Regions from separate parts of the Mus musculus genome. Here regions 1, 2, 3, 4, 5 and 7 are each linked to region 6. Evidence: chromatin contacts called from public Hi-C, HiChIP or PLAC-seq and promoter capture Hi-C data. All regions are on one chromosome and are shown on one strand. Each heading gives the region's core, a stretch centred on a gene start, on an enhancer-like site or on the middle of the called end of the contact. The rest is flanking DNA. Distances are from core to core; before and after follow the strand shown.

Evidence for each region. Promoter capture Hi-C pulls out the DNA fragments that hold promoters and counts their contacts. Hi-C and Micro-C count contacts between places; a contact is called where the count stands out from the background. HiChIP or PLAC-seq counts read pairs in DNA pulled down with a chosen protein or histone mark.
Region 1: an H3K27ac HiChIP or PLAC-seq map of extraembryonic endoderm stem cells shows a contact between it and region 6. The contact joins the promoter of Opa1 here to the promoter of Hes1 in region 6. A contact is called at or near these places in 5 of 39 promoter capture datasets (the C10 cell line, cranial neural crest, embryonic stem cells and 2 more), 3 of 484 Hi-C or Micro-C datasets (embryonic stem cells and pro-B cells) and 3 of 115 datasets of contacts at active chromatin or transcription factors (astrocytes, extraembryonic endoderm stem cells and large pre-B cells).
Region 2: a contact with region 6 is called in a Hi-C map of the G1E-ER4 cell line, with 3 times the contacts expected there. The contact joins the enhancer-like site here to the promoter of Hes1 in region 6. A contact is called at or near these places in 1 of 39 promoter capture datasets (the C10 cell line), 2 of 484 Hi-C or Micro-C datasets (the C2C12 cell line and the G1E-ER4 cell line) and 5 of 115 datasets of contacts at active chromatin or transcription factors (the NIH/3T3 cell line, embryonic stem cells, large pre-B cells and 2 more).
Region 3: a contact with region 6 is called in a promoter capture Hi-C map of trophoblast stem cells, with 5 times the contacts expected there. The contact joins the enhancer-like site here to the promoter of Hes1 in region 6. A contact is called at or near these places in 19 of 39 promoter capture datasets (the 3T3-L1 cell line, the C10 cell line, the HPC-7 cell line and 12 more), 1 of 15 datasets of contacts at CTCF or cohesin (large pre-B cells), 13 of 484 Hi-C or Micro-C datasets (the 3T3-L1 cell line, the HL-1 cell line, adipose-derived mesenchymal stem cells and 6 more), 26 of 115 datasets of contacts at active chromatin or transcription factors (the 230-238 cell line, the SCID.adh cell line, SST interneurons and 18 more) and 2 of 9 other capture datasets (adipose tissue and liver).
Region 4: a contact with region 6 is called in a Hi-C map of LSK cells, with 9 times the contacts expected there. The contact joins the promoter of Atp13a3 here to the promoter of Hes1 in region 6. A contact is called at or near these places in 5 of 484 Hi-C or Micro-C datasets (LSK cells, Th1 cells and embryonic stem cells) and 3 of 115 datasets of contacts at active chromatin or transcription factors (extraembryonic endoderm stem cells, memory CD8 T cells and pancreatic cancer cells).
Region 5: an H3K27ac HiChIP or PLAC-seq map of embryonic stem cells shows a contact between it and region 6, with 3 times the contacts expected there. The contact joins the enhancer-like site here to the promoter of Hes1 in region 6. A contact is called at or near these places in 3 of 39 promoter capture datasets (cranial neural crest, maxillary cranial neural crest and pre-B cells), 13 of 484 Hi-C or Micro-C datasets (bone marrow-derived macrophages, embryonic stem cells, trophoblast stem cells and 1 more), 29 of 115 datasets of contacts at active chromatin or transcription factors (the 230-238 cell line, the SCID.adh cell line, T-cell acute lymphoblastic leukemia and 17 more) and 1 of 9 other capture datasets (embryonic stem cells).
Region 7: a Hi-C map of liver shows a contact between it and region 6, with 3 times the contacts expected there. The contact joins the enhancer-like site here to the promoter of Hes1 in region 6. A contact is called at or near these places in 7 of 39 promoter capture datasets (the 3T3-L1 cell line, cranial neural crest, frontonasal cranial neural crest and 4 more), 1 of 15 datasets of contacts at CTCF or cohesin (large pre-B cells), 1 of 484 Hi-C or Micro-C datasets (liver), 8 of 115 datasets of contacts at active chromatin or transcription factors (the 230-238 cell line, craniofacial prominence, embryonic forebrain and 5 more) and 2 of 9 other capture datasets (embryonic stem cells and pancreatic islet).

The regions. Positions count from the first base shown.
Region 1 is chr16:29,577,381-29,580,928 of GRCm38.p6, reverse strand. It overlaps Opa1 (OPA1, mitochondrial dynamin like GTPase), which reads right to left and starts at 1,595. Exons shown (of 29, transcript NM_133752.3): 1 at 1,358-1,595. The coding sequence starts at 1,389.
Region 2 is chr16:30,538,605-30,542,555 of GRCm38.p6, reverse strand. It overlaps Tmem44 (transmembrane protein 44), which reads left to right. Exons shown (of 11, transcript NM_001384248.1): 6 at 1,647-1,817; 7 at 3,018-3,167. Among named protein-coding and RNA genes, the nearest start is that of Tmem44, 10 kb to the left of the region's middle. Within about 2 kb of position 2,060, at least 29 of the 459 cell types and tissues checked have an H3K27ac peak or open chromatin away from gene starts, as enhancers often do. A contact at or near this core is called in the G1E-ER4 cell line, where this site is marked.
Region 3 is chr16:29,757,189-29,761,232 of GRCm38.p6, reverse strand. No RefSeq gene overlaps it. Among named protein-coding and RNA genes, the nearest start is that of Gm46567, 54 kb to the left of the region's middle. Within about 2 kb of position 2,647, at least 13 of the 459 cell types and tissues checked have an H3K27ac peak or open chromatin away from gene starts, as enhancers often do. A contact at or near this core is called in epiblast stem cells, stem cell-derived cardiac mesoderm and trophoblast stem cells, where this site is marked.
Region 4 is chr16:30,386,215-30,389,881 of GRCm38.p6, reverse strand. It overlaps Atp13a3 (ATPase type 13A3), which reads left to right and starts at 1,352. Exons shown (of 34, transcript NM_001128096.1): 1 at 1,352-1,534; 2 at 2,230-2,275.
Region 5 is chr16:29,681,870-29,685,690 of GRCm38.p6, reverse strand. No RefSeq gene overlaps it. Among named protein-coding and RNA genes, the nearest start is that of Opa1, 100 kb to the right of the region's middle. Within about 2 kb of position 2,485, at least 67 of the 459 cell types and tissues checked have an H3K27ac peak or open chromatin away from gene starts, as enhancers often do. A contact at or near this core is called in craniofacial prominence, embryonic basal ganglia, embryonic forebrain and 6 more, where this site is marked.
Region 6 is chr16:30,063,256-30,066,920 of GRCm38.p6, reverse strand. Hes1 (hes family bHLH transcription factor 1) reads right to left here and starts at 1,564. Exons shown (of 4, transcript NM_008235.2): 1 at 1,223-1,564; 2 at 995-1,090; 3 at 671-758; 4 at 1-49. The coding sequence starts at 1,330.
Region 7 is chr16:29,605,226-29,608,778 of GRCm38.p6, reverse strand. It overlaps Opa1 (OPA1, mitochondrial dynamin like GTPase), which reads right to left. Exons shown (of 29, transcript NM_133752.3): 7 at 3,163-3,267; 8 at 1,010-1,096; 9 at 313-426. Among named protein-coding and RNA genes, the nearest start is that of Opa1, 28 kb to the right of the region's middle. Within about 2 kb of position 1,463, at least 10 of the 459 cell types and tissues checked have an H3K27ac peak or open chromatin away from gene starts, as enhancers often do. A contact at or near this core is called in liver, where this site is marked.

The DNA.
Region 1 (3,548 bases), core at 346-2,845, 490 kb after region 6:
GTTGTGAACGTATTGCTAAATTAAAATCCCACAAGATTAAAAACAACCAACATTGCAGTAGAGGCAGTTGCACTGTGGACTTTTAATTAACTGTGATGAAAGGAATGGGTCCATTCCTTATAAGCATAATACATAATTTATACCATTAAAAAAAGTTTTGGGGAGAGGGCTGGAGAGATGGCTTATTGGTTATGAAGAAGGGCTAGTCTTCTAGAAGTCAGAGGTTGGATTCCCAGCACCCACATGGTGACTAACACCTGTCTGCTACTCTAGTCCCAGGTGACTGAATGCTGTTCTCTGTCCTCTGTGGGCAGCAGACACAGAAGTGGCACACAGATATACATGCTGGTGAAAGAGATACAAACATATTTTTAAAAGTTCTAGCCCGGCGTGGTAGCCCAAGCCTTCAATCCCAGCACTCGGGAGGCAGAGGCAGGTGGATTTGAGTTCGAGGCCAGCCTGGTCTACAGAGTGAGTTCCAGGAGAGCCAGGGTGATACAGAGAAACCCTGTCTCGAAAAACAAAAACAAAAACAAACAAACAAACAAAAGTTCTAGGGGCTGTAGAGATGGGTGGAAACCTTGGTGTACACTACTTCCTGTAATCAAATGTCTGAAACAATGTGCTAAGCTTGGGGGTTATTGGAACAACTTATATAGATAACATCAAATTTAGTATCAGTAAATGCATATAGCAATTCATAGAAATAAAACTACTTTGAGGTTTTCTACTTTAAAACAAGACTACAGCAACATCCGCAGCGAGACTGGAGAAGTGCATCGAAGTGGACCTCAACACTGAACAAGATCTCTGACGGGGCATCTCTTAAACACCGCCTGATATCATGCACAACACCACTCTAAATTTGACTCCAGTCAGAGGGTCAGGTAAACGGGCAGAGAGCCCTTTCCCGCGTATTATGAAAGGACATACTTTCAAGTATGCTGCTGCAAGTGCTACCAAGTAGCTGCAAGAGCAAAGTGTGCGCTGTGGCATGGCGTATGGCTGCAAGAAGGCAGTTAAATGACACGCACAGAGATACAAGGACAGAGCTAGGCCAGGCCAGAATAGCAACAATAAAAGCAACAACTAGAGACAGATAGCAGGGAGATCACAAGGACAGGGACAGGAACGATGGGCCAAGGCAGCAAAAATCTTCATGTTGAACAAGGAATGGTCACCGGCCAACTCCCGTCACTCCTTTGGGTATTCAAACATTCGCGAGAATTTTTTTAAGAGCCTCGGCCCGGCCTGAGGGTCAGTCACCTGCACATTCGGGAAGTAGTGATGGGTCAACCCTGCTGTCCAAATGGCCCAGAACCTGACATAACGGGGCCAGGTCGCAGGCCGCACTTACCAGGCCACGGCCGCCCGACCTGCTCGCCACATCCCGCCAGAGCAGACCACACACAGGCGCTGAGACGGCCACGGGGGGAACCCCGTGTCGGCCCCAGTCCGATTCCTGCTCCGACAATGACCCAGGAAGAGGCCCTCAGCAACAAGGGCATAGAGCAGCCACCGAGTCCCTCCCAATGGCGCATGGACTTCCGCAAGAGCCGGCTGGGCTCCCGTAGTCAGTCCGTCTCCGAAATAACCACCCACAGGAACGCTAGGCAGGCTGCACAAACGGGCCGCGGATGACATGCGCATGCGCGGGGAGCCACTGGGCGGGACCTGTGTAGTGCTCCTCTTCTTGGCTCCGCCCTCAAAGTGTAGGAATTTTGAAAATGAACTGGGCGGGCTGGGTGCAGGAAATCCACTGGACGAATGTTTATTAGGAGCAGCCAATTTAAGGAAATCTTTTAAAGATCATTTTCGTAGCTGAATCATATAGCCAGAAGATCGAGTATGCGAGACACCTTAGAAAGTCCGAGATCTGATTGGAAAGTGACTTCTGACATTTAAGCTGTAGGTTTGGGATAAACACATACAGTTTTATTAAGACACAAATGTTTTTGTTTTGTTTTGTTTTTTCATTCCCCCCTTTGTTGGCTTTCACCTGAATTTTAATGGCACCCATTTTATTGAAATGGCCCTTGTCAAAGTCTCTTAACAGCGCCATCTCTCCAGTAATGGCTCCTTAGTAGTATCTGCCTAAGTTCTCTTCTTAGTTTTCTTTTGATTTTCAAGACGTCAGATTCATTCTTCCTTCTCCTTGTAACCTATCCCTCCCCACTCCTCCCTATCAACCCCTCTTCGGACGTAGTTGATGTCTAGTCTCCTAGCTACCTGCTTCTCCCAACTATTATTTAATATTCAAAAGTTCCAGTTAGGTTTTGGGCCTTTTGAGTTCCTTCCTTTTTCTGGCTACATTTTCTCCTTAATAATCTAAATTATTTGTATCAATCCAAGTATCTTCTCCATCTTCAACCATTTTTGTATTTTTTTAAAGAGAACAGGGACTCAAAACAGGAATATTGCCAGTGAAAGATTGTGAAGTCGATTAATGGTGTTATTGGAAAAAATCAGATAGTCTTGTACTTTATTTCACTTCAAGGATACATTCCTTTCACTCGTCTCCCTTCCCCTGTCTCTGTCAGTCTCTCTCTCTCACACACGCACATGAAATACACACCACCACCAGCACCCCAAATAAATTGCTTTTTATCTAATTATCAAAACCATAAATCAGAATCCATCTAGTCACAATAGTGGCAAGTATATAAACGCAACTGTCTGACAGTAAACGTTCTGATTGCAGGACTTGAGGAATATATTTACTGTGATGACTGTCTCAATGATAGCTGTAGATAGAAACCTTCTATAAAGCCTAACCAGTATAAACCAAACTAGAAACCAGTTTAAACCCCAACTTTTTCTAGTATTGAATAAAAAATGCATTTGTTATTGTTGCTTCCTAATTCTTGTTGGAAAACACAAAAGGGAGAAGTAAGTGACGGCTGCTTCCATGTGTAATGTGTCTTTGCAGTTTACAAAGCCCTTGCTTTATAATTCCACTTCTAGGCTGGGACTATGTGTAACTTATGTCTACCATTGTATTAGATAGCAAAATAGAGTTAGCATGAAAGTCTCTAGATAGTAGCTAATTAAGTGAATTACATTCACACTAGTCACAAAACCTATGAGCTCTCAGTATCCAAATAGAGAATAATATCTGAAATAGATTGCCCTAATTTGAAATGGCTTTAATCTAGGTTTTTGTTTTGTTTTAACTTCACAATGCTGTCAAAGAAATGTGAAGAAGAAAATTCAATAGAAGCCATGCATCCAATACTTGTTTCAACCAGCCTGTTTTCTATATTTAATATATTATCTAATAAGGGTGATTTACTCAATCCCATATAAAATAGGCCACTTGACTGCTAATGTATCTGTTGTAAGCATGTTTAAGGTTAGAGGGCTAGACTGAGGTAGGAAGTTTGGGATATGGGTGTGCCTCAAGTGAGACTTTCAAGTTATAATGGGTTTATATGACATCCACTTCACGCTATGTACATTGAGGAACATCTACTTATAATGCTGAATAGGAAAATTAGTTAGACTGTTATGAAATCAAACCACCACCACTAGTTCAAATTCAGGCCAGA
Region 2 (3,951 bases), core at 811-3,310, 480 kb before region 6:
GAAAGTGAGCTGGGCCTGTTATTTAACCCGAGGAGAAGCACTTTCCCAGGAGCACCGTGCTTTAGTGCCAGGGTCAGAAGAACAAGGGCTGGGAGGAGGGCAGCTTGCGACTGAGCATGAAGAGCCGGGCTGTGCTTTGAGGCCTGAGCCTGCAAGTCCTGTCTCCAGGCTAAAGGAAGAGACAGAGATGCTGCCCTGGCTGCAGCAGTCTCTGGGTGAGCTTCACATGTCAGGGAGACCTTCCATGGATCCAGGGCAGTGTCCTGACCTCCTGTTCCAGTTCCCTCGGGCCTGCAGCGGGATGGTCAGGCTGGGGAACTCACAGGCCCTCAATAGACCTGAGAGGCTTCCCCTGTGCTGTGGGAACCATGCAGAGGGGCACCATTACCCCCAGCCATTACTGGGGCCAGGGACCAGACCCACCCTCACATCCAGGCACTCCACAGTTAGGTGCTTGACTGGGTCTCTCTATTCAGGGGCCTTCAGCAGGTGGAGGCCAGAACAGTGGCTGGGAAGAAACTAGCTGAGATACAGGGGAGATGCAGCAGTCCCTACAGTGCCTTGTTTGTTTGTTCTGTGCTGAACATTGAGCCCCAGACCTCACATGTACCAGGCAGGCAGTCTTCCACGGAGCTGCATCCACAGTCCATCTGAGTATTCCTTGGGGATTCAAAACAAAAATGAAAGAAAATCAGCCAAAATATACTTTTCTCCCGAAATTTGTTCCATTCCTTAGCCAACACCCTAAATAGTTCTAAATGCCGCCACTTAGCAAGATTTTAAAACCAGATTATACATGTTTTATACTTGCATATATATATATGTAAATTTAAATATATATTATGCAATTTAGTACATAGTCTTTATATGCACATATAAATGTATATATAAAATGACTTAAATATTAATTTATATTTATTAATTTATTAATTGCTGGAGACATGGCACATGTATACCATGGCTCAGGTTTTACGACCACAGGACAACTTTCAGACCTTTCTTTCTTCTTTGTGGGTTCCAGGCATCCATCAACCTTAAGTTGTCAACAGCAGGTGTCTTTATCTGCTGAGCCATCTCACTGGCCCTAAAGTGACCTCATGCCTACAGACAACTACTACCATGAATATTGCATATGTCCCTTTTTGTGAGCCAGTCCATCCTCTCAGAATGTCTCCGTGGCTTCACAATTCCATGTCATCTCTCCCTTGATCTCCCTGTTTGGTGTGGTTCCACAGGGGAATAGCTGGCCAGTGGCTCTTTGTAACCCATTCTCCCTCACCTTCCCCCGCTGGCATTTCCAAGTTCCTACCCACTGTCAGAAGGGACGGTCTCAGGTCTGCTCCCAGGAGTGCCCCGAATGTGTAAAGAGTCTCACGCATCCCTCCGTGTCAGGCAGGTGCCAGGTGTTAGGGTCCAGAGGAGAATCAGTATTCCATAGGCTGCAAACAGTAAGAAAAGCCCCCACCCCGTTTTAAGATTTAAATCAGGTTCTGAGGAGTTTGCCAGGCAAAAGTAGCAGCTTGAAGAACAGCTCGATCGATGCCTAGCAGAAGGAGCGCCCTTTGTAAGTGGCCGCTCATAGAGGGCTTGCCCAATGCCACCAAGAGATCCAGTGTCCTCCTGCCCGGCCCCTCCTCTCTATGCAGTGTCGGGGCAAGTCACTCTCCTATATCCACCTGTGGACCCGGTTCCTGTCAGCTCTGGCTGGTCTCCTCTACGCCTCGGCCATCGTGGCTCATGACCGGCAGCCTGAATACCTCCTTCAGGCCACACCCTGGTTCCTGATTTCACTGGGCCGAGCTGCGCTGGACCTTGCTGTATCCGCCCAGGCCCAGTGGCTGGGGAGGCTGGGTTGCCCGCAGCCAGGGGCTCTGTCCTACCTCCCACTCGGCATGCCTTCCTTTGGTCTTGCTGGCCAGCACACTGACCCAGCAGTCCAGTCATTAAAAGCCTGGGACAAGCAGACGCCAGCAGTGATCCGCAGTTCAGGGCTTGCCCGGTTCAAAGACAATTCTCTGGCCCTTAGCTCTCTGGAATAGCAAGGGAAAGGGGAGGCTCTGAGCCTTCTGGGTCAATGGGCCCAGCTCCAGGCTCCATTCTGTATCCTACCAGGCTTCTCTGGATGGAGCCTGCCCTCGTTGGGGAGAGGCCTGTGTAGAGATCAGAGCTGACAGAGGTGCCTTCAGTTGGTGGCTGCTGAGCCTCCTTGGCTTCTGGGGTCCCAGAGGTGCTGCCTGACATGCTGTCACCCAAGCGACCTTGCACAAGTGTTTCAAGGGCAAGGGAAGCTGTGCTGCTGGCTGGGGGAGGCCAGAGGTGCTGATAGCCTCTGAATGTGACCCTGTTGTGGTGGTGGGAGGGTTTAAATTACCCAGAAGTCTAAGATCAAAACAGGCCACTCTTAAAGGCTCTGCCTGAGAGGCTGCCCTCCTCCCTTCTGATTACCCGTGACTCCCAGAATTCTCTAGCTGGGGCTTTATATTGCCTTTTCTTTTTGAGACAAGTTTTTATTACATTACCAAGTTCAAGGCTGGCCTTGAACCCGAAATGCCCCAGCCTTGGAAGTTCTAGGATGACAGGTGTGCGCTACCACATCTGGCACAGCCTCGTAATTTCAACATCTGCTGGTCTTCAACACCTTGTCCCTTTTGTGCATCTCTGCATGTCTTCCAGTCTAAGAACTCTGGGCACTGCACGTAGGCTCACTGTGGTAATAATCCCCTTTGGCTCTCCTTTCAAATAAGGTCACGATTTGTGTTTTCACACAGACACTGTCCTCCCCACCGTGTGTGCTATCACTGTGAGCCATGTTTCCCAAATGTTTCCATCTCACAAGCATTTAGCAGGGAACAAAAAGAGAGAAAAATTGATCAGGTCCTGTCTTCAAGATAAGTCTCTGTCGGCCTGGGACAGGGGCGCCAGGGCAGGCTGCTCAGGAGGCAGGGGTGTGAAGAGCGCCCCCTGGAGGCTGAATTTATCCACTTCCACGTCGGTGTACCTTAACTCCCACATTTCAGATCATCTTTCTGTCCTGCGTGATAAAGAGCAGGATGAGCCGAGCCTTCAGATTTGCTACAGCTGAAGCCAGAGAGAGTGCCGACACACAAGCCCTTTTGACCTGTGCAGAGAAGGAAGAAGAAAACCAGGAGGCCAGGACGGAGGACAAGGTCTCTCTGGGTAGAAAATGTCTGGTTTGGTGGCTGGGTGCGCAGAGGTGGGAAGTACTGGGATCAGGGGCTTCTGGAAGTCTATACTCTTAAAAACTACTTTTTATGTCCAAAGCTCCCGAGATCCTGAGTACAATGGGATTCTCTTTTTTCCCAGTTGGCTTTGTGTTGTTTTGTTTCTGTTACTGAAGCCGTTCCTGCCTCTGTGTGGTTGGATCGTCAAGTAGTCTTGTTATTCAAGTAACCCATTGACCCACATACTGCCGAAGTGAGCGTCTTAATTTTAAAACAATGTGGGTTTTCCAGGCTTCATCCGTAAAGTCACTTTCCCACGCGTCTCTGACGTCATTACTGTGTCCTGACAATTCCAGAGCCATGGGCATGCTGAATGTTCATCCCTGCCTTTGCACATCTGTGTGACGTGCTGTCTCTGGAAACTTGTCCCAGGTCATAAGGACATTTGTATTCAAGACAGTTTAGCTATCTCGGCTTGGAGGCTGATTTTGCTAACGTCTGAGGCAGCATTGCTCATGACCATGTCCAACATTTACAGCTCTAACTCGTCACTAGTGAGAGTCCATATGTCTGAGGCAAATGTCTGTCTCCTTAGGTTTTCAGGGTTGGGGTCTGCACTGTACCCCAGCCTCTTGTCTTTTTATGCTCGATCCAAACTGGTTACTTCTAAGACACCACATCTGACCCTAACCAGGGCAATGCATCTTCATCAGAAGACCCACATTCCAAAACATTATGGAAGCTCATAGGAATTTTAAGACAAATATCT
Region 3 (4,044 bases), core at 1,398-3,897, 310 kb after region 6:
GGCTATGGTGGACTTTTTTTGCACACACTGTCAGTGCTCACACTTGCACACTTGGCTCCTTGAGGAAGGCTTTGCCATTTCTCTCTCTGAGCCTGAGGCTATGGGGTCCTAGACATGACTGTACCTGTATCAACAATACAAATCCACTCAAGACTTTGCCCACTCAGGGCCTCCTGCTGTATACAAGTGTCTGCTTTAGAGATGGGAACTGCATGGCTTTCACTTCGCATACCACAGCCGGAATGATGAAGACACCTTGTGAATATGCAGGCCTTGGAGGACAGTGCTAGTTGCTATCAATAGTGACAAGACAAGGCTCTTGCTATCCAAGAGCTGGGCAGAGGAATGGCCATGGACCTTCTGAATGTCACCATCTGCCCTTGGGTAGATAAGGAAGGGCAAGCTTCCAAACCCTAACCCCTCAGGGCATCTTAACCCCTAAGGCTGGTGCCGGTGCAGTAGTTCCACCCTTATGTCTGGGAAAGATGAGCCCCACTCTTTACAGGGCCATGCCTGTCTCCACAGTCATAAGGAGTCAGTAAGTTCATATTGTGGACTCTCTTTTGTATACCGAGGGCTCCCAGATTCCCCAATGAAACACAGATGGGTGCTTTTAGGACCTGCCCGGGCCTTTCCTCAGGTCTGTCTTTGAGAATCTGGGTTGGGCTACAGCAGTACACATTGCTAGGATCAGAGTGAGCAAGCGGGCAGCAGTGCTCAGGGGATTTGGAAAATAGCTTTGACTTTGAACCATACGTCCAGATGTGTGCCTGTGTGGGCATCTGAGGCTTCTTGCAGACAAGGTTATTGAAGGAGGAGGGAAAAGAAAGGGCCTGGGTATGGGCCAGAGGCACGCTTCTCTTCTGCTACCAAGTTCTGGGGCAAAATTCCTGGAATTTGAGAATTTTAAGCTAGAATTGGAGTTTTTGGCTCTTACAATATGCCTCTGTAAAGATAGGGAGATAGGATATATTTCAGTAACTGTTCTAATCTCATTTTATAACTTTTAAATAATAGACGGAGTCATTGGAACACTTGCTCCAGGCACTGCAGCCATGTCTGCTGGGCGAGTGTACCAAATCTAAGGTTCAGAGAGTGGAGGGTGCTCTGGGTTTTGTATCTGTTTAGCACTATGGCTGGGAGTCCTTGTGCTCTGCAGCCTCTGCCCAGCCTTGCCTGAAAAGCATCACTGAAGCTTTATCAGACTAAGGAGCAAGGATGGGGCTGGGGCCAGGGAGAGCCATCGTGGATGTTCTCAGTCTTGAGCAGCTCGCCTTGTCTGGCCTGCAGTGTCCCTCCATAGAGAGAAGGCTTTTGAGTTAAAGTTGCCTCGTGTTTCATCTCATCAATCAACACATTGAACTAAAGTCCCCAGGGCCCCCTCCCTCACAGTAAATCAATTGTCCCACATAATGCCAGCCAGTGCCCACTGGCTCCACAGAGCTTTCTAATCAAGCTGAGACCAAATCTCAGAGGAGCATGTGGATCTTACTGCCCTGTCAAAGCCTCTAACTTGAAGAGTGACAATCACCAGTCCCCATGAGCACTGTGGAGAGTAATCTGAAGTAAAGGGATTAGTGGAGGCTTTATTTGGAGGGAACTCTTATGGCTGGTTGATGGTTGAACACACGCAGACAAGGGACGCTCATCTGGGACCCAAGACCAGAAGGTGGTGAAACAGGAGTGCTTGAGAAGTCTGTGATCGGGTCAAGTGGGCTGTGTGCAGGTCAGAAGGTGTAGGTGCTGGGCTGTGTGCAAGTCAGAGGGGGGTGGGCTCAGTAGTTCTGAGTCCTGTGGACTGTGTGCAAGCCAGCTGATGTGAATGCAGTAGATTCCAAGTTCTGGACTAGGAAAGTCTGAAAGAATCATGACAGGCAGGCCCTGGAGCCATCCTTGTCTCCACCCTGACATTCTCAGCTGGACTAAGGCCACCCACAAGCAAATATTTTCATGTTATTGATCATTTCTGACAGCAGCTAGGTGTGCTCTCTAGAATAGAAGCTTGACCCATGCAGGAAGCTGGACTTTTTTTTTTTTTTGCAGAGTGGGAGTGTTTTGAATACCTCAGGAGCATCAGCCTGAAGCAGCTCCAACAGGTGCCTGTGTGACTGAGGACTCGATGTCACCCCCTAGGGTGTGTATCTGCAGCAGCTCATGGCATACTCATCTGTGTGTTCCCTCTTTATTCGCCACTTCCAGCTGGAGTCCTCCAGCACGTCAGATACCCATGAGAGCCAAGGACAAGTCAAGAAAGCATCAGAAACAGCCAGGAGGCTTCATAAGCACCACGGTTGACTGAGAGAAGGAGTAGAGACAAGAATTGTCCCCAGTGTCCCGAGAGGCAGATCTCAAGTGGCCACTTCCTTTACTTTCTCTTTGCAGGCTGTAGCATGTTAAAAATGAAGCCTTTAAAAGCCTAGACCTAGAAATTCGAGGCCAGATGACGGCAACCTTCCTCTTAACTTGAGTTCTTTTTCACTAGACAGTGTAGCTGTGCACAGTCCTCTCTTCTCACATAAGGTTTGTTTTGGGAAGCAGCTCCTCCCCCACCCGGCCTCCCAACGAAGCTCTCCCTGCCTCTGTCTAGCACCTGAGTAAGAACAGAGCAGATGATGCCAATGGAGGCTGAACTAAATGGGCCAGATGTTTCTGTCTTTTCCTAATCCACAATACCAAACTCCCTCTGTCTTCACACCTCTGCCCCAAACACACATCCTGCCACTCCTCCACCCATCCTTGCCACATGCCTGCACAGCAGGGGGGCAGTGCAGGAGAGAGGCAGTGAGCCTTCCTTCTTGATTTAAATACATACTTCTTCTGGCCATGGTTCAAGTCAGACAACAAAAATCTTGGCTTGCATTCAAAACCCGAGCTCATCAGGCCCTCACCTCCAAGATTCAAAGAAGGAGCAGGCAAGCAAGATGAATCTTTGTCGACCAAGTTGGTCTGCACTGGAGTGGTGTCCAGTGCACTGCAGTCCCTCCGCAGCTCTGTCGTACCCCAAGTTTCACAAGCTGCGGCTTGCGTTTGTCTGACTGCACTTGCCTGTGCAGATGCTTAGGAAAGGGCTACCGAAAGCTGCCAGGATGAGTTCTATCCCTTTGAGGACTGGATTGCTCACCTAGGGAAAAGGCTCCAAGCTAGCTCTCCCTGATTCATTTCGTTGGTTGCTATGACCTAGAGAAGGTGGTTGAAGAGCTATGTTTCCAAAAACAGAGGCTGCTAACCCAGCGCCATCCTCTAATTCCAGGCCATACAGTTTCTCTTTGCATCTTTATAGACACTGCCTGGGATCTTCACATTCTGGAGACAAGGCAACTAGGAGAGAAAGCAGACCAGCACCTCGAGTTTTCTCTGGTAAGGGTCCATGATTTGCTGAAAAATGATGCCCAGACTCAAATAGTCCAGCATGCTGAGGTCTACCATTACCAACATGGAGATTCCCCAGTGAGCTCACTGGCCCGATTTAAGGCATGTTAGGGGAAGTTGGCTGTCTCTCTAGAGACATTCCAGAGCCATTGTTGGGGCTTGGGGATAGGGTAGGAGAGGGTTGAGGGGGGCGGTGCTGGAAACTGTTGCTGTTGCTGGGAAGGTCTGGAAACTGTCGCTGAGGAAGTAGCTGAGGAAGTCTGGAAACTGCTGCTGACCCATTGTCCTTGCCTCAGGCCAGGTAGCCAGCCAGCTCTGAGGCCTGGATTTGCCTAAACTTGCCCAGTTTTTTGGAAACAGAGATTTTAGGCCTAGTCTCCTGAACTGTCAAGTTGAAGCCTGTCATGGAGTCAGCCTAGCCTGTCTCACCTTGATAAGAAGGTAGCAGAGCATCGATTTAAATAAGGCACTCCAGGCATTCAATCCCATTGTCTTTCCACTACAATAACACAACACAACTATGGCCAGATCCCAGGAGCCTTTTGGTCTGTCCATCAAGGTTCTATCCCCATAGGATGCTACAGCCCCTTCACCAACAACTGCAAGTTCTCTACTTTCTGAACTATGTAAGTTGCTGCTTTAAAGAAAGGAAAGCATGGATAAGGTTTTCCCCTC
Region 4 (3,667 bases), core at 103-2,602, 320 kb before region 6:
TGGGGAGCAGGAGCTGGGAAGCCACAGCTGTGGCTCATCGTCATTTACTGTGATGTCCACATTACCTGGTAAAAAGAATTTCGTGGTTGCCATCCAGCCCTTCACCACTGCGGTTGGAAAGCAGGATCAGCATCCTTACTGTTCCCATTGAAGTGTATTAGGGCCACGTATCTGGGGCACATTACCGACCCAAATGAGGTGCTACTCTCTGCTGCGGACCAAGAGGCAGGATGCTCCATGCCTCTGGTGGACGGTGCCCAAGTATGGGAACAGGAGCTGAACACAGCTGTTCCCTCCTCTAAGACAGTCAAGCAGCTAAAAGTTATGTTTGTAGGAAGGTAGGAGAACAAAGATGGCCAGGCGTCTGGGATGCAGGTGAGGTAGACTCAGAGTGGAAAGATGGCGGAGCTGGAGGCAGCAGGTGGCAGGCTCAGCTTCCCGCGCTCGACAGGGAGCGGAAGGCAGTGAAAACCAAAACCGCGATTTGAACATCCGGGCGAGGCAGTGCCCCAAGATAAATCTCCTGTGGAGGGAAGTATTTAATTTGCTTCCAGCTCTGTCGGAAGAAACTCCTCTCTGAGACCCGGCTGTCTTCCGTATGGAAGCTCTCTTACCTACCTGACTGTTCTCTGTCCCACGCCCGTGGGCTGGGCCAGGAGTTCCATTGGAATTAAAGTGTTCTTTTTGGTATAGGTGGGGATAAAGGAGGGAAAGAATCTGGGTCCAGAGCTAGGACTTTGCTCTCCACCTTGCCAGCACAGGCGTCCTTTATGATTGCCACCCTAGACAAGCCTGCACTTACCACTGGGCCTCAGTGTCTTTGTTTAGAAAATGGGGGTTTGGACTACGATCTCCTCGCATGGGAAGCGACACCTAAGTTGATCGCCTCCCGCAAAATGAGTCCTGAGCAGCATCCCGCTAGCAGTTCTCGCTTAGGCGGGCTGGGGGCCCCGTAGGCGAGGAGGTGGGCGGGACCGGAGGGTCGCCCCGCCCCCTGACGGCCCCTCCGCGCTGGGCGCTGGGATGAGGCAATCACGTGACCTCACATCCGGCGCGGGAGTCCTGAGCTCGCGGGGCGCTCCCCGTGTGCCCGCCGGCCCTCCCCGCAGCGTGACCGGGCGCCGTGGCCGCGGGGAGGGGGTCCGCTTCGTCGCCGACGGCGGGAGACCGCTTCGCAGCACAGACCGTCCTCCTCCCCTGCCGGTCTTCCGCGCCGCGCTCCCTTGTTCTCGCCCTGCCCGGCTGCACGCCGCCGCCGCCGCCGCCCCGGGCGCCGACAGCGGAGCGCGGACGCCCCTGAGCCCGGTGCGGCCCGGGCCCCGCCGCGGCGCCTCTGTTCCCACAGCCGGAGCCGCGACGCGTGGCGGCGGACCCTCGAGCCCGAGCGACCCGCGGCCGCCGGCGCCGGCCGTGGGTGATGGGGCTGGGCTGAGGAGAGGCGGCGGCGGTGGCGAAAGCGGCCCCCCGGCCCCCTGCGGCCTTTTGGCTGCCCGGGCCGGGAGGCCGCGGAGAAGGCGGCACGGCGGCGCGGCTGGTGAGTGACTGGGCGAGCGGGGTGTGGGGCGGGAGGCGAAGGTGATGGGGAGGTTGGAGGAGGCGAACGGCGTCGCCCGGGTGGCGGGTACCAGGTGGGTCTGTGGCTGCTTCCTCGACTCGAATCGGACATCACCTCTCTGGGAAGGGGTATGTGTGTGACAGGGAGAGGGGTGCGGAGACCCGGCACTGTCTGGGAGCACGTGTACGTGTGGAGGTCTGGAGTGCACCCTCTGCGTGCCGGCCGGCCCCGCTAGGCCAGCCGCTCTAGAAAGTCCAGAAGGTGATGTGCCCGGAGCAAGAATGTGGGAAGGGCCCCAGATGGGTCCGTGCCGGTGCTGACTGTCCGAAGCCTAGTTCGGCCCCAGCCACCGACGAGTAAATCACCCTACTATCAGCACACTCTACACCGATAACCGAAGTCCAGAAAGGAAAGCGGACTTGAGGTGTCAACACTCCAGATTAAAGGGAGAGACGCAGGGCCGTGAGGACTAGAAAAGCCCAGACCCTTTTTTCGCTACGTACTCTCTGGCCTCGCCTTCACACAGACTGTGGGCCTGATTGATCGCTTTTCTGGTGGGGTGTGGAGTTGGGAGTGGAGGAAGGAGTAGCATTTGTCGACTGACAGTAACTGTTTGGGGCTTCCCAGTTTGGAAGGCTTTTGTGACAGGTGTTCATTGTTTATTTCCCCCTTAGGTCTGACAGAAGCACCCTAGGATCTTGGTGTCTGGATACATAAGAGGTATGAATCACTTACATAATTAGCTCCCAGTCATTAATGTTTTAGAGCTATATTTAGTGGCTTGTATTAGTGCAAAATGAATGGTTCTGGAGTCATAAACCCAGAAATTTATGTGATTCTGAACTGAATGGAACACGTTTGAGTATGTTAATGGTGATTTTTTTTTTTTTTGATCTGTGAAGCAGGACTGCAGGATTGTTTAAATCCAAGACATGTGGGGCCTTTTCGTGACGAATACAATTATAGAGGGTTTGAGGCTAATGTGAAAGTTTATTTGTTTTTACTTACATGTGTGCTTGAGTATGTATGTGAAAGGCGTGGATGCCCTCGGAGGCCAGGCCCTTTGAAACAGGTGGTTGTGAGCTGACTGCAGTGGTTAGGTCCTAAGAGCAGCACGCACTTTTTACTGCTGAGCCATCTTTCTAGCTCCAGTGCGATTTTATTCTGGAAGGGCCAGCACGTCATTAAACGGGCTCCACCTTTGATTAGAACCAAACCTTTTTTGCTAAAACTGGCATCAGTTTTGTTTTCCTGGAATATATGTGTAGCATTCTTTTTGAGGACTGTTGCTTTGCTGAATAGGCTGTAGTTGCTAAGATAGATTGTGTGGACATCCCATCAGGGTTTGTCCAACAACTTCAAAAGTACATCAGTTTCTGGAAGTTCTTTTTGAGATGGTAAACCCATTAATGACAGTTGTAGAAGAGGAAAAAAGATGATACTGCCTCAGCCTTCTGAGTAGTTGTGTTACAGGCAGCAGCACTAAGTTTAGCAGGGAGGATACTGTTTACTCCGTTTCCTGGTGTTTCCTGGTGTCTGCTCTCCCCACTCCCCAGTCGTTTGTCACTAGTTTAGGTAGAGGATGGAGTAGTTGAGATTTTTAAACGTTGTTAGAACAGCAGTGCTTGTTTTGGTTATGGGATTAGGCAGGAAAAGTGATAATTTATATGTTTCATTTAAGTACGGTTGTAATCAGATGAAAATATTACGTGGCAGTGTAGTTTTGAAAACAAAGTTGATAAGCTTCAAGCTGATGGAGCGCTATGATTGATTTCTTAGCCCAGGCCAACCAGTAACAGAAATTGAAATTTTAATTTAGAATTAGTTTGAGAATTTAATTTAGAATTAGAATTAGTTATATAAATTCCTATATTGGCATTAAAGTAGTTTCATAGATAGTAGAAAGAAAATCTCATGTCCTATGAAGTGCTTGGTTCTGTTATCAGATATTAGCACTAACATAGTTCAACATGTTTAGTTTGCCCCTAATAACCATGTAATACCAGTTTCCCAAATGATTCTTTCTTTTTTTAAAAAAAATAATTTATTTTTATGTTATGCATTAGTGTTTTGCCTGAATGTCTGTCTGTGTGAGGGATCAGATCCCCTGGA
Region 5 (3,821 bases), core at 1,236-3,735, 380 kb after region 6:
TTAGTGTCCCTGCCTATTCTTGACACTATAAGCAGTATACTGATGTTAGATGACACTGATTATTAGGTGGCACTTCTCTGTGCAGCAACTAAGGAGTACATGGGACGCCTGTAAGGTATGTACTAAACTGAAGGCTATCCAATATGTACAAAGTAAACATTTTCAGGCTTCAGAATGGCCTTAAATATGGATTGTCCTGCTCAGTTCCAGGTGTCTAGTGACAGCCACAGATACTGGCTTCAATCTTGGGCTCATTAGCTTCCAAGGGGGCCAGAGGCATTGCCCCTCTCATGGTGGCATTTAAGGCAGCTAGGTGGGCTGGTGGGAATGGGGGAGGGCTTATGCGAGGCAGATCCTGATGCCTGAGTCTCTGCTGACTGCTAATTCATTCTTACATAAGTTCAGGTATCAGAGATCATCAAAGGAAACACACTAAGCTCATTTTGGAATGAAATTCAAGATCCACAATTGATGGGGATTCTCAAATCTGTCATTTAAAAGTCCTCCTAAACCCATAAGAGCCAACCAAGCCTTTAGGCCATCCCAGGAGGCTGATATAGTGCGTCTTATCATCTTGCAGGGGTTGGGCTAGACCAAGTCTTCAGCCACTGGGGAACTTGGATTTTTTTGTCAGCAACCACTAACATGAGGGAGGGTTGAGCTAACATTCTGCACCCACTTTATTAATGTTAGGAGAAGGCGAATGTCATCTGATAGTGAGAAGGCTAGGCTGACTCCATGACAGGCTTCAAATTGGTAGTTAAAGAGAACTAGGCCTAAATCTCTGTTTCCAAGAACTGGGCAATTCCAAACAAGTCCTGGCCTCAGAAGCTGCCCTGCCACCTGGCCTGAGGCAAGGCCAATGGGTCAGCGGCAGTTTCCAGACTTCCTCAGCTACTTCCTCAGCAACAGTTTCCAGACCTCCCCAGCAAGTTTCTAGCTCCCACATTCCAGTAATGGAATGTCCTTAAAGATAGACCCAACAGATTAACACAGATGTCACCTACCCTGGAATTCCCTCTGGGTGTTTCTCTGTCTTGGTAAAGAGAGATCTCAGCATGCTGGACTTCTGCAGAATAAAACTCTCTTTTCGTTTACATACAATTTGAGTCGGGGGTACCATTTGGTACCATTCTTTCAGAATCCTTACACGTTAGCATGGCTTTTGTTGCCCCTGGGAACCTGCCAAGCAGGCAAGGGGCAGCAAGCACTTCCCAGTGCAGCTCTGGTGGCAGCACTTCCCAGTCTATCCTTCCAAACCTGTTTTGGTCCAAGCTTTGCTCCTCTCAATAGCTCTAGAACAAAGGACTTGTACTTCCGGTTTGTTCTCTGTTCCTTGGTAGCCTGTCAGCCCAACTACAACCTTGAGCAGCAGCACCAGGGGGACAGATAAGAGATTTGACTTGAGAGGGTGACTTGCCACAGAATCAAGAAAGACCTTTGGTGGGTACTGCCAACCCCTTCCCCATACTTATGAATTGGTCCCCTGGTTCATTTACTGCTGGGCAAGTGCTCCCAAAATGTCCCTGTAATTGTGGAGTACCTCAGAGATCCTAGGGAGCAACGAACCTCAGTTCCACATCCTAGAGCCAGGCTCTGTTTTCTGAGCTGAGAGATTGTATTATTTTAGAGATGGATCTAAAAATACAGGAGCACACACACACACACACACACACACACACACACACACACACACACGAGCACACGCCTGTTCGTGTTTGTTCAGCAAACGTGTCTACCCTCTTTTTCTCACTCCTCTCCCCCCATCCCCACCCCTCCCGTGTTTGTACTGGGTACCAGGGAGGCCTCTCACGGGCATACAGAGAAGAACGGATACACAGAAAAAAACGATGCCTGGCTTTGGGAGCACCATCATGCCCCTGTCCTGAGCAGCGAGCATTTGGCATCGCAGCTGATCACAGGAGACACCGCCTCAAAACAGAAAGCCAGCCTCCCCCATTCAGAGAGAGGAGAGGTCACAGAGACCCAGCCACTGACCTGCGGGCCTCTCACTCACTCGTCTGATCACGTGCAGCTCCCAGGGGACTCCATTGTCTGCAGGGACAAGCTGGGGTTCATTTGGGAAACTGTCTCTGGGAATGGAAAAGGAGATTTCAACCGTGGAGTTAGACTTTTGTGTTCATACAACTGTGTTTTGTTTGGGGGTTTTGTTTTTTTCAAATAATGCTACACAGAGAACCCTAAGAAAGTCCCCAAGCCGAAACAGACAGGCACATCGCTTCTTTTTATTCTATCAGTCAGGGGGGAAAGAGTAAAAAAAAGAAAGAGAGGGAGAAAAAAAGAAATGAAAGCAAGGAGAAAGAAGCCCCTTGAGCCCCCTCCCCAGTCCTTCCCACCAGCCACGTGGTTTGCACAATTAAATCTCAATAGCTCCTTCCTGGGCATTGTGAGGGCTGTGATTGCCCCATAAGGAGAGTCTCAGCGGCATGCAGAGGGACTTGGCTCTCCATAGCAGAGTTGAGGGTCACGCTGTCTCCACAGCTCCTTCCGGCAGCACCTAACTACACAGACTCCTTCCAGGTCTGAGTGGTTCCCAGCAGCGGGGGAGCCTGGCAGGAAGCGTCGTGGGCTCCAGCCATGGAAAACCTGTCTGGCCATAAAGAATGCAGAGGACACTGACATGCCAGCTTCGCTTGCTTCTTTTTCTGGGGTTACAATGAGTTCATCGCCAGCGCTAGGTTGGTTTGTAGCAAAAGCTGGGACTTCCTCTTCCACCCAATAGAAATCGTGCAGAGTCTTAAAAACCCCATATTTTCCATCGAAGAAATCCTGAATTTTCAAATTCCCTCTTAATAAAATTGCAAGCTCAGGAACAGGTGAACATCTTAAATCTGAAGCCTCATGTGGAGCAGGCCTTAGTGACGTCAGAACCAGAGGAGGGGTGGAGCCCTAGGCTGGGGGGCGTGTCTCCCTTTCCCTTTCCCTGTTCTCCTTGTTTCCTGGGCCACCTGCGGAGAGCTTGCCTTCCTTTGTCCCTTGACCCCTGCCACTCATCAACAACTCTCTTCCTGGAGACCTTGTCCACTCCTACTGCCTCCACCATATTTCTCTATCTCCATGTCTCTGAGAGTAACCTGCCTAGACCCGCTGCTTTCGGTAATTTTCAGCCCCTATCTCCCGGTCTCCATCACGTTTTGCTGCATTCTCTCGTGTGGTGTTTTGCCGATTCTGTTTACCTGCCCACCACCCTAGGTCTGTGGGTGTCCGCTTTCCTAAAGCGTCATCCCTTTAACACAGTTGTTCATGTTGTGGTAACCCCAATCAAAAACGTATTTTCGTTGCTACTTTATAGCTGTAAATTTGCTACTATTTCGGATTGTAATATAAATATTTGTGTTTTCCAATGGTCTTAGGCACCCCCCCCTCCGTGAAAGGGGACTCCCAAAGGGGTCTCCATCCATAGGCTGAGAAACACTGCCCTAAGGGAGCAAGTATCCCTCCAGAGTGGTGTCTGAGATGCCTTACTCTGGGAGGCAGCGACAGATCTGTGAGTTCTAGGTCCGCATGGTAAGTTCTAGACTAGCGCAAACTACATAGTAAGAGCCTATCCAAAAAATTAAAAAAAAAAAACATATGTACATATAATTCTGGGAAGTGTCACTTCCTAAGGCATTCCTGCCAAAACGTGGGAACTAATTTGACAATTCACATAGCAAGATAATGTACGTGAACACACACACACACGTATGACACATATTCACAATTCACATATATACAAAACTACGGTCTTTCTGGTGTCATGGCTGGGGCACAGTTCTGTGGGAAGAAGAGTTCTAAAAGAGAACTGAGCACACTGGTGT
Region 6 (3,665 bases), core at 315-2,814:
AAGCCGGCGCGGTATTTCCCCAACACGCTCGGGTCTGTGCTGAGCGCGGCTGCAGGCCAGAAGGAGAAAAGATGGGTCACCGAAAAGCCCTGGCCCCGGAGCCATACAGCCTCCCGCCCTGGGAGGTCCCCGCAGCGCGCCTCCGGAACCACCTGGGGTTGGGAGGGTTGGGTAGGCTAAGAACAGCCAGCTCCTTCTCCCTAGGTTGGGGACATAAGCCAGGACACTCCCTCCATCTAAACCGATCTCAGCTCCAGATCTGCCACCCCTAGTCCCGCGCGCGACCTGACCTTGGACAATGCCACCCAAGGCGCCTTCCAAACCCCACTTCCCCTCCTGCGGCAGGGGTTGGACCGGTGCTAAACCACTGACCCCTACCTTCTATCCAGCCCCAAACTTCCTCAGTCTTACGTCCTTTCGCCCTCACCGGCTTCTACCACAGCCAAGCTGCCCACCACCCTTCTCGGCTACAGCCTCTCCCTCCATTTCCGGAGCAGTAACAACTTGGGAGCTGTGGCTATAAATAAGACCCAGACCGTGGGAACGCGGAGTGAGCCAAGGCAGTAAAATGTAGCTGAATGCCTCTCACAACCGCGGGCGGAAGTCTGGAAGAAATCACCGCGGGCCGAGAGGGACACCCGCAGAGAGGGGACGCACGCGCGGTCCTTACCGGTCATCTGCGCCCGCTGCAGGTTCCGGAGGTGCTTCACAGTCATTTCCAGAATGTCTGCCTTCTCTAGCTTGGAATGCCGGGAGCTCTGCGCAGAAAAAACAAGGGATGAAAGTCAGTCCTCCTTGTCAGCTGCCTCCGAGTTCTGAAGGTCCCCGCCCGCATGTCCCACATCCCAGGGCCCGGCGGCCTCTCTCCCGCCAGTGGGAACGTAGTGCTGGCGGGGTAAGATCCACATGCAGCAGGCTAAGAGCTTAGTTCTTTGTGCCTGGGAAATGCCATTCCATTCGTAATTAAAAATAAAAAAAAGCATTGCTCACTTACATCTTTCTTAAGTGCATCCAAAATCAGTGTTTTCAGTTGGCTTAGACTTTCATTTATTCTTGCCCTTCGCCTCTTCTCCATGATAGGCTTTGATGACTGCAAAGGGGGAGAAAAGAGGTCCTGAGTTCCCACGGGATCTGCCATTTCACCCCGAGGTTTTAAGAGAAAAGTAAAAGGAGTCCCGCTGTGCACAACCCACTTAATTTCTAGACGCAGGTACTGTCTTACCTTTCTGTGCTCAGAGGCCGTCTTTGGTTTGTCCGGTGTCGTGTTGACACTGGCTGGGGTAGCAGCCACCGGGGAGGAGGAATTTTTCTCCATTATATCAGCTGGCATTTTCGTTTTTTTTTTTTTTTTCTTCTCAGTCCCCAGAGAATTTTATTTTTGGAATCCTTCACGCAAAAAAAAAATAATTTTTTTTTGCTTACGTCCTTTTACTTGACTTTCATAAGAAAAACTACTGAGCAGTTGAAGGTTTATTATGTCTTAGGGCTACTTAGTGATCGGTAGCACTATTCCAGGACCAAGGAGAGAGGTAGACAGGGGATTCCGCTGTTATCAGCACCAGCTCCAGATCCTGTGTGATCCGCAGGCCCTGGCGGCCTCTATATATATCTGGGACTGCACGCGAACGGCTCGTGTGAAACTTCCCAAACTTTCTTTCCCACAGTAACTTTCAGCCAATGGGAGGAAGAGACACGCGGCACCGCTCGTGGACTGCGCCCCCCCATTGGCCGCTAGGCACAAGGTCTGGCGGCCAATGGCGCGCGCCTGAGCCCGGGGCACCGGAGGCTACAACGTCAATCAAAAGGATTTTAACCCTTTGCTAACTCTTTCCTCTGGGCTTTGCTTAGTTTTAGTCTAGTCTATTTCTTTTGTGGCCAGGCCTTTGGTTTTTATTGTTCTTGCTGCATGCAATATAACTACTTTGTATAATAAGTTCATTTGAAAAATATTTTGAACAGATATAGGCCAAGACAAAATTTAGTGATTGAAAAAAGGAGGGAACAAGGTAAAGAGGATGTGTTACTCTAATGTCTTCCGGAATTCCCGCTCGAACTCTGTATGTTTAGGGGAGTCAAAACTGCTCATGAGGTTGGGGAGATACTAAACCCCACACGCTAAACATGCCCTTACCGTCCCCCCAAATGCCTTCACAGCCAGGGTTTTCGGAGCAAGGTGTCTTTTGGATGCTTGTCTCCCTCTAGCCCATTCATTCCTCTCTTGGAATTGCAACCTTGGACCTCACGCTTCTCCAGAAAACAATCAGAATAATTTCCTACTGGGCAGAAAGGAAATGGAATTTCAAACGAAAAAAAAAATGAACAAGGGGGGCTTTGATAGCAATGCGACAGGAGGGGCGCGCTCGTTCCTCCGCCACTCTCTCTACCTTTCTCCCCGCAGGCTCCCAGTTGGCAATACGGATAGACGGCGGGCAAGGGAGTCGGGGCTCTCCCCTCCTCACCCCGCGGGCGGCCAAGGCGGCCTCGGCGCCCCGCGCGCGAGCCCTTTAAGAGCTCCACCAGCCGAGCTGCAGTTTGACATCAGCCGGCCGGCGAGGGCGCGCCTGGAGTCGGAGCACGTGCCAGGATGTTTTATTGCCGCCGCGGCTGCGGCCGGGGCCCAGAGGATGTGTGTGTGTGCGTGCGTGTGTGAGTGTGTGTGCGCGCGCCCCGGGGGCAGGGAGGCGGGGGCCGGCGGCGGCCGGCCGGGAGGGAGCGGGGGCCGCCTCTGGTCCCCGGGAGAAGCCAAGAAGGTAAATAGCAGCTGCTGTGCTCGAGCCTGGGAAAACCCCGCCCCCTGCGCCTGGCCAGGGCTCATTGGCGCGCGCTGCGTGTGGGGTGTGTGCGTGCGTCCGTGTGTCCGGGGCCCCCTCCTCCGGCCCGGGCGAGCCAGGAATCCGCGGGGGCGGCGGCCCGAAAGCTGAGCCCCCGCGCTGGCCTCCCTTCCCCCGCCCCGGCCAAGGTCAATCCTTCCGGGCAGGGAGCGCACGCCCAAGGGTGGCGATCGGGGAATTCGTGGGCCCCCTTCCCCGTCCCCACCCCCCATCGCCACCCCCCACCCCCAGCCCGCCGGGACTCCGGGCTTGGGGATCTGAGCGTGGCCGAAACCACCCGGGTGACTGCGGCGGGGGAGGGGTCCGGGCGCCCGCCGCGGTCACGAGATGCCTGACCGCACTTAGGAAGCGGCCGGGTCAGCCTCCTGCCTCCGCTCGGCGGCTTGCGGTTCCAGCGGCTTCGCTGCCGCCCGCCCCTTCCCCGGGTCCCTCGCTGCGTCCAGGAGGCTGCCGGCGGACGGCTGGGAAGAGACGGGCGGCTGCGTGCTGCCGGCTGGCCGGGGCTGCGCGCCGGGAGTCGCCGCCGCCGCCGGGTGCCACGTGGCGGGCGCCGGGCCGGGAGCGCCAGGGCTCTGGCGGCGGCCTCCCTGGGGGATTTGCCGCGCGGCGCGGGCGGTGCGCACTGCCCGGGCGGCTGCCTGCCTCCCTCCTGCCTGCCCTGGCCTCCACCCGGGTGCCCCAGACCCCTCAGTTTTCCCGCCGCCGTGAACTCGGGGCAGCTCGGGATCCCAGCGCGTTGTTTGATCCCCGCCCCCAGTCTTTCCCGCGTCCGGGAGGCCTGGCACACAAGGCGCACCGGCTCGTCCCTTCGTCCCCTCCCCCAACCTCCCACTG
Region 7 (3,553 bases), core at 214-2,713, 460 kb after region 6:
AGATCATGATAACCGGCATATAAATACTATAGGAAACTATCTACATTTGATGACACCACTTGCAATATTCTCATTTTCTGAGAGCAGCCTCTTTATGTGTCTTATTCCAGATAATATCAAGAGGCCTTCCAATGTCACGTAGACAGCCACTTCCTTTACCACCTCTCTTCACTCCCTCTCAGCTCTGGACATGTGTGTGCCCCTAGCTGTGCCCCCTACTAATTCCCACAGTGGGACTAACCCCCAAGGCTGTGTGAGAGCCCCCTTTAGCTGTGTGAGAGCCGTCGGTGGGACGCCTCCCTCCCTTCCCACCTTCACTGGAGAGCGTGTCATCATCTCGCCGGACCCTCTCGGGAAGATCCGGGCCTGAGCAATCATTTCCAGCACACTGGTTTTCCCAGCACTCTGATCTCCAACCACAACAACCTATCACAAGACAAGGAGCATACATTAGTTCTCTTCTGATACCAAATTAAATGTATGTAGGGTTTGAATGTTATCATTTAAAACATATTTTAAGATATTTAGAGCCAAAAAAAGTGTTTGTTTGTTTGTTTTCTTTTTTTTTTGAAAGAATGAAGTTTGATGCATGTAGGTACTCTGGAGATACATATAGCAAAAGAATTAATTGGCTCCACTATTTACATTCAAATTTTTGTTTTGAAAACTATGCCAATTGAAAGTTATTTCTAAAACCAGATCATTAACTTTCCACAAATATTTTCCATAACCAGTTTACATTTTACAAACATACTTTTGGATTCTGTTAGACTAAATTTCATCCAAACGTTTACAGTTTTTGCCTAGGTATTTTAACACTATAATGAATGTATAATGGCAAATATCTGACATTTTTCTTCCAAAACATATATATTTGCTTTTATGGTCTCCAAAATAAGGAACGAAGCAATGCTTTGTATCTGAGGTATCATGGGAAATACAGAAATTACTATGACACAAGGAAAGAACTTTCCTGCTGACAGCAGGTCCTGGTCTATTTTCCCCTTACCCGTGGTAGGTGATCTTGTGTATTGTAACTGGCATCATAATCAGAAAGAACATCAAGAACTTCAGAATACATATCAATCAAAGATTTCTGCAAAAAAATTAAAATTAGCAAAAGTCAGTGAAAATAAAACAAAGACCACAGATACATGAAGAGAAAATGTAGATACATTCAAATTTGCATTGTTTTTTTCTTACTATATGTTTTCATAGTAAAACTAGTATAAGAATTAATGCTACTTCTTCAGTTTATTTATTAATTTAGGATTTCATAATCTAGTTAGACAGTAAAAGAGAAAGCCTATTAACATTAATGAGTTAACCATTAACACCATAAGAGTCAAATACACTGTCAGGTGACCAACTAACAGAGAAATCACACTCTGCCAAGACTAGGCTCTGTGAGAACAGAGAAGAAGGGGAAGGAGTATTAGGCAGGGAGCGCATGCGTGTAAGAGCAGGCTGGGAGCACGGGCGTGTGAGAGCCTGGAACAGAGTAGAGAAGTGGTCAGGGTCAGTGTTCAAGCAAGAGAGCTTACGCAGCCTAAGAACTGGGAAGGCTGCAGTGCAAGCAAAGGACAAACGTCCTCCGTTGCTTTTCTTTGGACACCAGGATTGAGCATGGCATCATGAATACAACAGCTTCAAGTAGGCCAAGGAACACACACACACACACACACACTCACACTCACACACACACACACACACACACACACACACACACACACACACACACTCACACTCACACACACACACACACACACACACACGTCTGAGAACAAAGGGTACCCAGCAAGCACTTACTAAGTAGGGTTAGTGGGAACACTATGGAAGTTTAAGCACACTTTTGCCTCTTAATACAGAGACTCCTAAATGGCATATAGCTGCTCTCATGTCTTCTAAAAATAAACACATTGCATAACTATTGTATCTCATGAGGAAACATCATTTCTAAGACAACTCTATTTCCTATCGCTTGATCCTGACTTCTCAGAGGCCAGGAGCACTGTAAAAACAGTTAGGCTTTCATGCATTGGGCGCTGACGACTTAGAGCCAAAGTTACTAAAGCACGTTTGTTAAACTAGAGAGACATCTTCAGATCTTGGTTCTAGAACATGTGTCATGATCCGCTATGAGTCTCCCATGCTGCAGCAACTCACTTTTACATATTCTGAGACAATGATTACTGCATTAAACTTTCAAGTTAAAAGAACAAGTCAACTTAACACATCTTGCTTGGGTCTGTGGTGATAGCATTATTGATAGTGGTAACTAACAATATATCAACGACAATAATATCAACATACACTTATTTTCAAAAATTGCTATAGTAGAAAACTTCCCTTGGAAAATAAGAGTTAAAATTCAAAACTGAAGACAAATCAACATGGAAACACCAGTAAGGCAACAGTGGCATGAGTCCCGTAAGTATTCGGCAAACTACAAATCCTCATTTGGGGCAGGCAAGATGGCTCAGCACATAAAGGCACATATCACGCAAGCCTGGCGACCTGAATTCAATTCCTGGAACCCAGTAAAGGGGGGGAAGGGAGAATCACCCCCACCACAGACAGACAGACAGACAGGCAGGCAGGCATACATCCATGTCATACACATATTTGTGCACAGATAATAATTTTTAAAAAGTTTTTAAAAGAATCTCAATTTCATAAATATGAAAATTAAGCCTGAAGATAAGCTAGGTATTTTATTAAAATAGACTGATTCATAAGAAAGTCCTCTTAAAATATGAAGATTTTTATGGGCATAATATATGATGGATTTGGAAACTTCAAGTTATGAATTATTTACACTGTCTAGAAGTGAAAAGATGATACATGCTTCCTAATTTATTAAAGTGTTTCATCCTTTAGGGTCTGGGGAGATGGCTCAGTGGTTTAGAGCATAGGCCGCTCCTCCAGAGGACGCAGGTTCACTTCCCAGCACCCACACAGCAGCTTACATAACCATCTGTTACTGCAGTTCCAGGGATCTGGCTTCCACAGACACCAGGCATGCAAGTGCTGCATGGATATACATGCCAGCAAAATACCCGTACACATAATATACTTTTAAAAAGATAACTGAAAAGGTCCACTATTTGCCCCCAGTGTCAGCGTCAGCGCTCTGGGACCCACTAACGGTTGCTGGAGCACCTTGAGCTTCCTGTGGTGGATGCCTTTGTCGTCCTTCTGCAGCACCAGCTTCCGCAGCTCTTTGTTCTCCTTTTCCAGGCGCTCCAAGATCCTCTGATACTTTAACTGCAACACAACAACACACGGGACCGTGTAAGAAACAGATGGGCAAGCAAATAAATATTAAGTCTAATTAAAATCTTCCCCAAATTCTGAAATTGTATGACTAAATAGTTATACTTATTATTTTTACATTTAAAATCTTCATGACTATAGAGAAAAAATAAAACTATGATTATTTCAAGCAAGCAGTGAAATCCATAATTTTCCATTATAGTTGAGCATTTAACTTATAATTATTTGCTTCCTATGTTGAAGAAAAAATTAAAAAATGACAAAATTAAGAAGTTAA